Linked DNA regions of Mus musculus: region 2 is linked to region 1. The links are chromatin contacts, called in public Micro-C maps. All regions are on one chromosome and are shown on one strand. The core of a region is the stretch at or near the end of the contact, and the rest is flanking DNA. Distances in the headings are between cores, read along the strand shown. Region 1 overlaps Gm40362 (a long non-coding RNA gene). Region 2 overlaps Cog5 (component of oligomeric golgi complex 5).

Evidence for each region. A called contact is a pair of places that touch in the nucleus more often than the background predicts.
Region 2: a Micro-C map of the HL-1 cell line shows a contact between it and region 1, with 3 times the contacts expected there. The contact joins two enhancer-like sites. A contact is called at or near these places in 4 of 39 promoter capture datasets (cranial neural crest, hematopoietic stem and progenitor cells, pre-B cells and 1 more), 2 of 15 datasets of contacts at CTCF or cohesin (the NIH/3T3 cell line and pro-B cells), 14 of 484 Hi-C or Micro-C datasets (the HL-1 cell line, cortical neurons, embryonic fibroblasts and 5 more), 13 of 115 datasets of contacts at active chromatin or transcription factors (the NIH/3T3 cell line, the SCID.adh cell line, bone marrow-derived macrophages and 8 more) and 3 of 9 other capture datasets (adipose tissue, embryonic stem cells and liver).

The regions. Positions count from the first base shown.
Region 1 is chr12:31,507,052-31,510,480 of GRCm38.p6, forward strand. All of the region lies in intron 1 of Gm40362 (a long non-coding RNA gene), which reads left to right. Among named protein-coding and RNA genes, the nearest start is that of Gm40362, 9.1 kb to the left of the region's middle. Within about 2 kb of position 1,605, at least 13 of the 459 cell types and tissues checked have an H3K27ac peak or open chromatin away from gene starts, as enhancers often do. A contact at or near this core is called in the HL-1 cell line, where this site is marked.
Region 2 is chr12:31,694,083-31,697,511 of GRCm38.p6, forward strand. All of the region lies in intron 6 of Cog5 (component of oligomeric golgi complex 5), which reads left to right. Among named protein-coding and RNA genes, the nearest start is that of Gpr22, 18 kb to the right of the region's middle. Within about 2 kb of position 1,604, at least 4 of the 459 cell types and tissues checked have an H3K27ac peak or open chromatin away from gene starts, as enhancers often do. A contact at or near this core is called in the HL-1 cell line, where this site is marked.

The sequences.
Region 1 (3,429 bases), core at 355-2,854:
TCTTCTTCTTCTTCTTCTTCTTCTTCTTCTTCTTCTTCTTCTTCTTTTCTTCTTCTTCTTCATTTTTTAAGATTTATTTATTTGCTTTATGTATGTGAGTACACTGTAGCTGTCTAAGGACACACCAGAAGAGGGCATCGGATCCATTACAGATAGTTGTGAGCCACCACGTGGTTGCTGGGAATTGAACTCAGGACCTCTGGAAGAGCAGCCAGTGCTCTTAACCGCTGAGCCATCACTCCAGCCTGCATTCTTTTCTTAAGCAGTAATGGTGCATGAGTTGTTAGAGATGCATACTGATGAAGTCAGGATAGAATATAATGACACAGCAGCCACCTACAGCATCAGCAAGGTATAGGTAAGGCAGTCATAGCTGTGTGTTTATGGTGGCTGTACTGATGTGTAATCTTCATGTTAAAGACTGAACTTTTATGGCTTTCCCAAATCTGAATGTTGATATCTTCACACCCAGCTTTAAAAAGTTATTTATTATTACATGTGTGCATGAACCTCAGGTCATGTATGGAAGCTAGAGAACAATTTGTAGAGTAAGTCGGTTCTCTTTCCACTCTAATGTGGCTTCTAGGGATCAAACTCAGGTCTCCAGGGCTGAAAGGCAAGTAAGAACCTTTACCCACTAAGCCATCTTGCCATCCCCAACGTCCAGTTTTATGGTATTATAAGACTTCCAGTGGGTGATTAGCATTAGATTCAGGCACGTAGGTGGAGATAAACAAACTGCTTCCTTGGAAACCTGTTGGTGTTTGAGTCTCATCTCCAGGGCACTAAAGCACACCACCATCTGCTTGCCTCCCTTATACAGATACATAATGCTGGCTTCTTTAATTGCACAGGTGACTTGCTGCTGTAGAGCTGTGGGTACAGTGGTGAGAGTTTGGCTCTGCAGTGTCTCTCTGACTGATCTTGGAAACTTCCCAAACGTCTCCTTGTCTTAAGTCTCTTTGTCTTTCAAGTAGAGATGATCGTCTCGGTCTGCAGGGGACTTTAGGAAGTGAAATTGACCAGTGACTTTAACTAGCCATAGTCCCCATCATTTCCTTTCTCAGGTAAATAAAAAATTTCTAGACTCAAACCTGTTTAAGGAGATAATGTCCACTAGGTGGCACCAGCCCATGGGTAAATAAAATATCCCAAGATTCTGTAGTCAAAAAATTGGAAATTATAAGGAAACAAAACTGCAGTAGTACTAATTAATGTTCGTATCTACATATAAGTTTTCTGTACTCTCCCCCCAAACTAAGACGGTAAAGCATAAGACAGTAAAGTTTTGTTCTGATTTGTGACTCAAGGCCCCTGTGTGGATACAGTTATCCTTGGGCTTGTGTTTTGCAGAAACCTTCTTGGTTTTTGTTTTTTGGGTTTTGTTTGATGTTTATTTTGCTGATAAGGTATGATTTGGAAAAGTCCCCTCTTGAAAACCAGTGGTTTTTGTATAGCCGTTGTCTTTCCTGATTACTCCTTTACTCGGGATTTACTGACTGTTTGCTGTGTGTCTGACACTGTTGCAGGCCCTGTGATAGAACTCTGGCTAGGTACGATACTGCTCCAGATGCACGGACAGGTTGTGATGACAGAGTTAGCAGGCGGGCACCCAGGACAGTGACTGGGGAGACTTCATGAGTCAGACCCTCTGACTGTGCTGCTGCGGTCACAGTCAGAACCTTGCCAGCTTACTCAAATGCTGTTTTCTCATGCTCTCCACAATCCTCCTTCCAACACAGCATCTCAGAATTGCTGAAATGGTGACCCTCTCCCCCTTGGGAGAAAACAACTGCTTCTTGTGTTCCCAGCTTTCACCCTCTACCCACTATTAAGCTTTGCAGCCTCTAGAAACTTGCTTTCATTTATTTTTGGTTTGCCTTTGAGGAAGGATCTCTTTGTGTAGCCCCTAAGCTGACCTCAAACTCATGTTTCTCCTGCCCTCACCTGCCTTTTTTTGGGATTATAGTATCACATCTATTTTGTAACTTGCTTCCTAGTGGGGTAAAACTGACACTGTTCACACAACAATTTCGGACAGGTTCTATGCTCTGAAGTGCTTAGAGCAGGTCATGTAGGGTAAAGCACAGACCATGCTTAGAGTAGAGCACTGTGGCATAGAGCAGCCATGGCACAGGATGGCGAATGCATATGTATGCTCTGGGCAGAGAATGTCTTGTTGGGAAGATGCGACCTGGGAAATAAGAAATCCATAGTCTTTGCTTAAAAACTTCAAGAAGTTAGGTTAGAGGAAGAGCTAAGTGCAAAGGTGTTGAAGGACGTGGCTGCTGAAAGGACAGAGCGATGCTAGTGTGCCTAGAATCTTATGATTTCCTGAGGGCTGGCTGGGGAAATGACTTCCGGGAGGAGAGGTGCCCATGCACTAACAGATTTGGCTCAGAACAGAATGATGAACTTAACACAGGAAAGGAGTGGAACTTCTTGCACAAATAGAGGGGCTTCCTTGATGGGAGCTGAAACACCTACCTTACAGTTCCTTTCCTTAGTTTAAAGAATTTTTCTCTCCATTTTCTCATTCCATCTGATTATTTCTTCTCTTCTACTTTCCGCACCACCCTTTAGTTAAGCTTGTCTGCAGGGCTCGTGCAGAGTACTCTTATAGTTGTCTATGAAATATTTTCCTGTAGCAGTCTTATTCAGCCTAGAGCCCTAGACTGCACACTCTCCTCTCCATCTCCCAAATTCACATCTCCCCTGGCTTTTTAATTTAGCTGTTGTAATGGTTTCAATAGGTGTGGCCCCCATAGCCTCATGTGTTTGAATACTTGCTCCATAGGGAGTGGCACTATTTCGGGGATATGGCCTTGTTGAAGGAAGTATATCACTGTAGGGGCAGGCTTTGAGATCTCCTGTGCTCAAGCTATGCCCAATGTGGCTCACTGTCTCTTCCTGCTTCCTGTGGATCAAGATAGAGAACTCTCAGCTCCTTCTCCAGCACCATGTTAGCCTGGATGCTGCCATGCTTTCCACCATGATGACAATGGACTGAGCCTCTGAACTGTAAACCAGCCCCACCTAAATGTTTTCCTCTGAAAGAGTTGCCTTGGTCATGGTGTCTCTTCACAGCAATGGGAACCCTATCTAAGATAGCTGCTCTTTTGTTTTTGTTTTTGTTTGTTTAGTTTGGTTTTTCAAGACAGGGTTTCTCTGTGCAGCCCTGGTGGTCCTGGAACTCACTTTGTAGACCAGACTGATCTTGAATTTAGAGATCCTCCTGCCTCTGCATCCCAAATGCTGGAATCAAAGGCATGCACACACACACACACACACACACACACACACACACACACACCCCAGGTCTTTTAGTTGCTTACTTGACACTTTATTTGTATAAACACATCTTTAACTTAACACACCCAAAATGAGGATTTAAGGTTTTTGAGTCCCCTACCCTTCTGAAACAGACAA
Region 2 (3,429 bases), core at 354-2,853, 190 kb after region 1:
GTGTGATAGAAATTGGAAACTGTTCTCAACTTACCCAGGAAAGAAATGGGTATTTTGTGGTGCTGAGGCCTAAGCCCAGAGCCTAGTAGAAATAAGAATATGTTTAGTCAAGATTTCATTGCAGTGAGCAGCAAATTTTCCATTGAGTTTCTCATTGAGACATAGTTCAAAAATTGTATTTGTTTAGTACACATTCTGAAGAAATCTTGTGAGTTGTATAAAGAGAATAGTGAGAGCTATTTAACTCTAGTTTTCTAATTTGCTTAATTGAAATTAGTTAGATTTTGCTTTGTTTATAAATTTAGGTTTTGTTTGAGAAACTATTCTAATTTTTATGTATTTTACTTTAAAAAATGTATATGGATGTTTTGCCTTCATGTCTGTCTGTGTACCTTGTGTGTACAATGCTCATGGAGGCCTGAAGAGGGTATTGGATCCCCTGGAAGTGAGGCTGCAGATGGTTATTAACCCTCCATTTGTGTCCTTTGGAAGAACAGCCAGTACTTTTAACCACCGAGCCATCTCTCCAGCCCCCCAAAAGTCTATTTTAAAAGAAGTGTGAAAATGTGCAAATCTTGAAGATTGGGATGAAGGTCCACTCAGTGAAGTGTTTGTCACACAAGCATGAGTATTTAGATCCCCAGCACCAGTGTAACAAGCGGGGCAAGGCAGCATGAGCCTGTAGTTGCAGTGCTAGGCCACCAGAGGTAGGAGGGTCTCTCCATCTTGCTGGTCAGCTAGTCTAGCCAATTAGCAAGTTTCAGGTTCATTAAGAGATCTTATCACAAACTAAGGTGGAGGAAGAATGCTTGAGGAAGATACTTAGCACTGACTTTGGTTTCTATATGCTCATGCATACATACCTGCCAGCATGTGCAACCACACACACCTATACCCAGATGGGGAACGGCTATTGTTTCTTATATTAAATCATTAAGGCAGCGGACGGTTCTAAAGCAGTAGTTCTCAAACTGTGAGTCATGACCCCTTTGGAGAATGTCCTACATAGAGTTTCTGTTGTTGCAAGGGAAACACCATGACCAAAAAGCAAGTTGGGGAGGAAAGGGTTTATTCAGCTTATACTTCCACATTGCTGTTCATCACTGAAAGAAGTCAGACAGGAGCTCAAACAGGGTAGGCACCTGAAGGCAGGAGCTGATACAGAGGCCATGGAGGGTTGCTGCTTTACTGACTTGCTTCGCAGGGCTTGCTTAGCCTGCTTTCTTATAGAATTCAGAATCAGCAGCCCAGGGGTGGCACCACCCACAATGGGCTGGACCCTCTCCCATAAATCACTAATTGAGAAGATACCTCACAGCTGGATCTCATAGAAGCATTTCCTCAACTGAGGCTCGCTCTTCTCTGATGACTCTAGATTGTGTCAAGTTGACACAAAACCAGTCAGTACGTGGGTCACATATCGGTGAATATCCTGCATATCAGATATTTACTACTATGATTCATAATAGTAGCAAAATTACAGTTATGAAGTAGCAACGAAAATAACTTTATGGTTGTGAGTCAGCACAACATGAGGAACTGTATTAAAGGGTCACCATTTAGGAAAGGCGAGAAGCCCTGCTTTAAAGCTTTGTTTGGGAAGAGCCTTGAATAACAGATCCCTGTATGGTGACTCAGATTCTCCAGCTTGATCATTGCTGAAGAGTATTCCCAGGGTGATCTGTTCACAACATAAAACAAGAAAAATCTCAATCTTTTCCATATATACGAAAATGTGATAATTATGGGGCAGAGAAATGTTACTTTGTGGCATATTGTTTACTGACAAAGTTTGGGAATCATTAAAAAATGGCTACTAATTAATTGATATAGAAAATTACTGCTTGGGCTGGTGAGATGGCTCAGTGGGTAAGAGCACCCGACTGCTCTTCCGAAGGTCCGAAGTTCAAATCCCAGCAACCACATGGTGGCTCACAGCCACCCGTAATGAGATCTGATGCCCTCTTCTGGTGCGTCTGAAGACAGCTGCAGTGTACTTACATATAATAAAGAAATCAATCAATCAATAAATCTTTAAAAAAAAAAAAGAAAATTACTGCTTAAGACTAAGTAATGAAATTGATATTTTAAGGTGAGTCAAACTGTAGTAATGAAAAATAAAAGCTAAAAGGAAATGTTAGGAAGATTTCCACTGAGAGCAAATGACTGAATAAATCTTGTTGAATATGTACTTGTAGGCTCATTATTTTAACATAATAGTCAGAACAACACAGTGTACATAAATTCTTCATTCATCAAAGTTATACATTGCCAACCCTTTATAGACTCAAGAATATAAAAATATATTAGAAATGATAACAAATACTTCTGCTGTTAAATTTAGATTGAGGCTTTCAAACTATTTAGATCATGGTTTAAATTACATTTTAATCTGTCTTGGTGACTGTTTTTTTTTTTTTTTTTTTTTCTTCGAGACAGGGTTTCTCTGTATAGCCCTGGCTGTCCTGGAACTCACTTTGTAGACCAGGCTGGCCTTGAACTCAGAAATCCGCCTGCCTCTGCCTCCCGAGTACTGGGATTAAAGGTGTGCACCACCACGCCCGGCTCGACCTATTGTTTTCTTAAGGTACATTTTAGACAACAAATTGCTTGGTCAGAGGTCATGCTTAGGGCTTGTTTAATATTAAAAAATGAACTAGGTTATCAATAATAATTTGAAAGAGCATACCTATAACTTATCAAAGTTAGTACATTGGCATTTACAATTGTTTTCAGGGCTGGTGGGTGGCTCAGTGGGTAACAGCTCTTGTTGCCCAGCCTGGCAACCTGAGCTTGATTTCCCCAACACAGATAGAGATTGGTGTCTGAAAGTTGTGGTCTGCTTTCCACTAAACATGTATGTGCATGTGCATCCTTCCCCCCTTTTGCTCTCACTCCTCTTTATTCAAAGAAAATAGATCCTAAAAGTTATGTCTTAAATGATGCGAAGTTGACATATATATGTTATTGCCGCAGACTGGACTTAGTCGGCCCCTCAACCCGTGGGAGAATTCAGGGTCCCAGTTCTCAGGTGCGCAAGGAGTTGATGGGGTACAAACATACAGGAACACCAGAGAGAGTGCTGTATCTGAGTGTAATTTCTCAAAGTGAGCTTCAGATTTATATTACAGAAGAAAACAAAGACCTTAGGTGACACATCAGCCAAGGTACATTGAAGTTATCACACAAAACAGAGAAATGCTTACATAAAGACTAGCAGGAACTAGGCAGTGGTTACAACTGAGATAAAAGGTTGTCCTTTCTAAAGGCAACCATTATAGGAGCCGGGTGAGGATTTCATACCCTAGTCACAATTTATGCGATTCCTCTGAGCCTTGTGAAAGCTTGCACCAGGGGGTTCTGCTCTTGCCAACCTTTTCATGAATAATGCTATACTCTAGTTCCTCCTTAAACCACAACCCTCCTTCT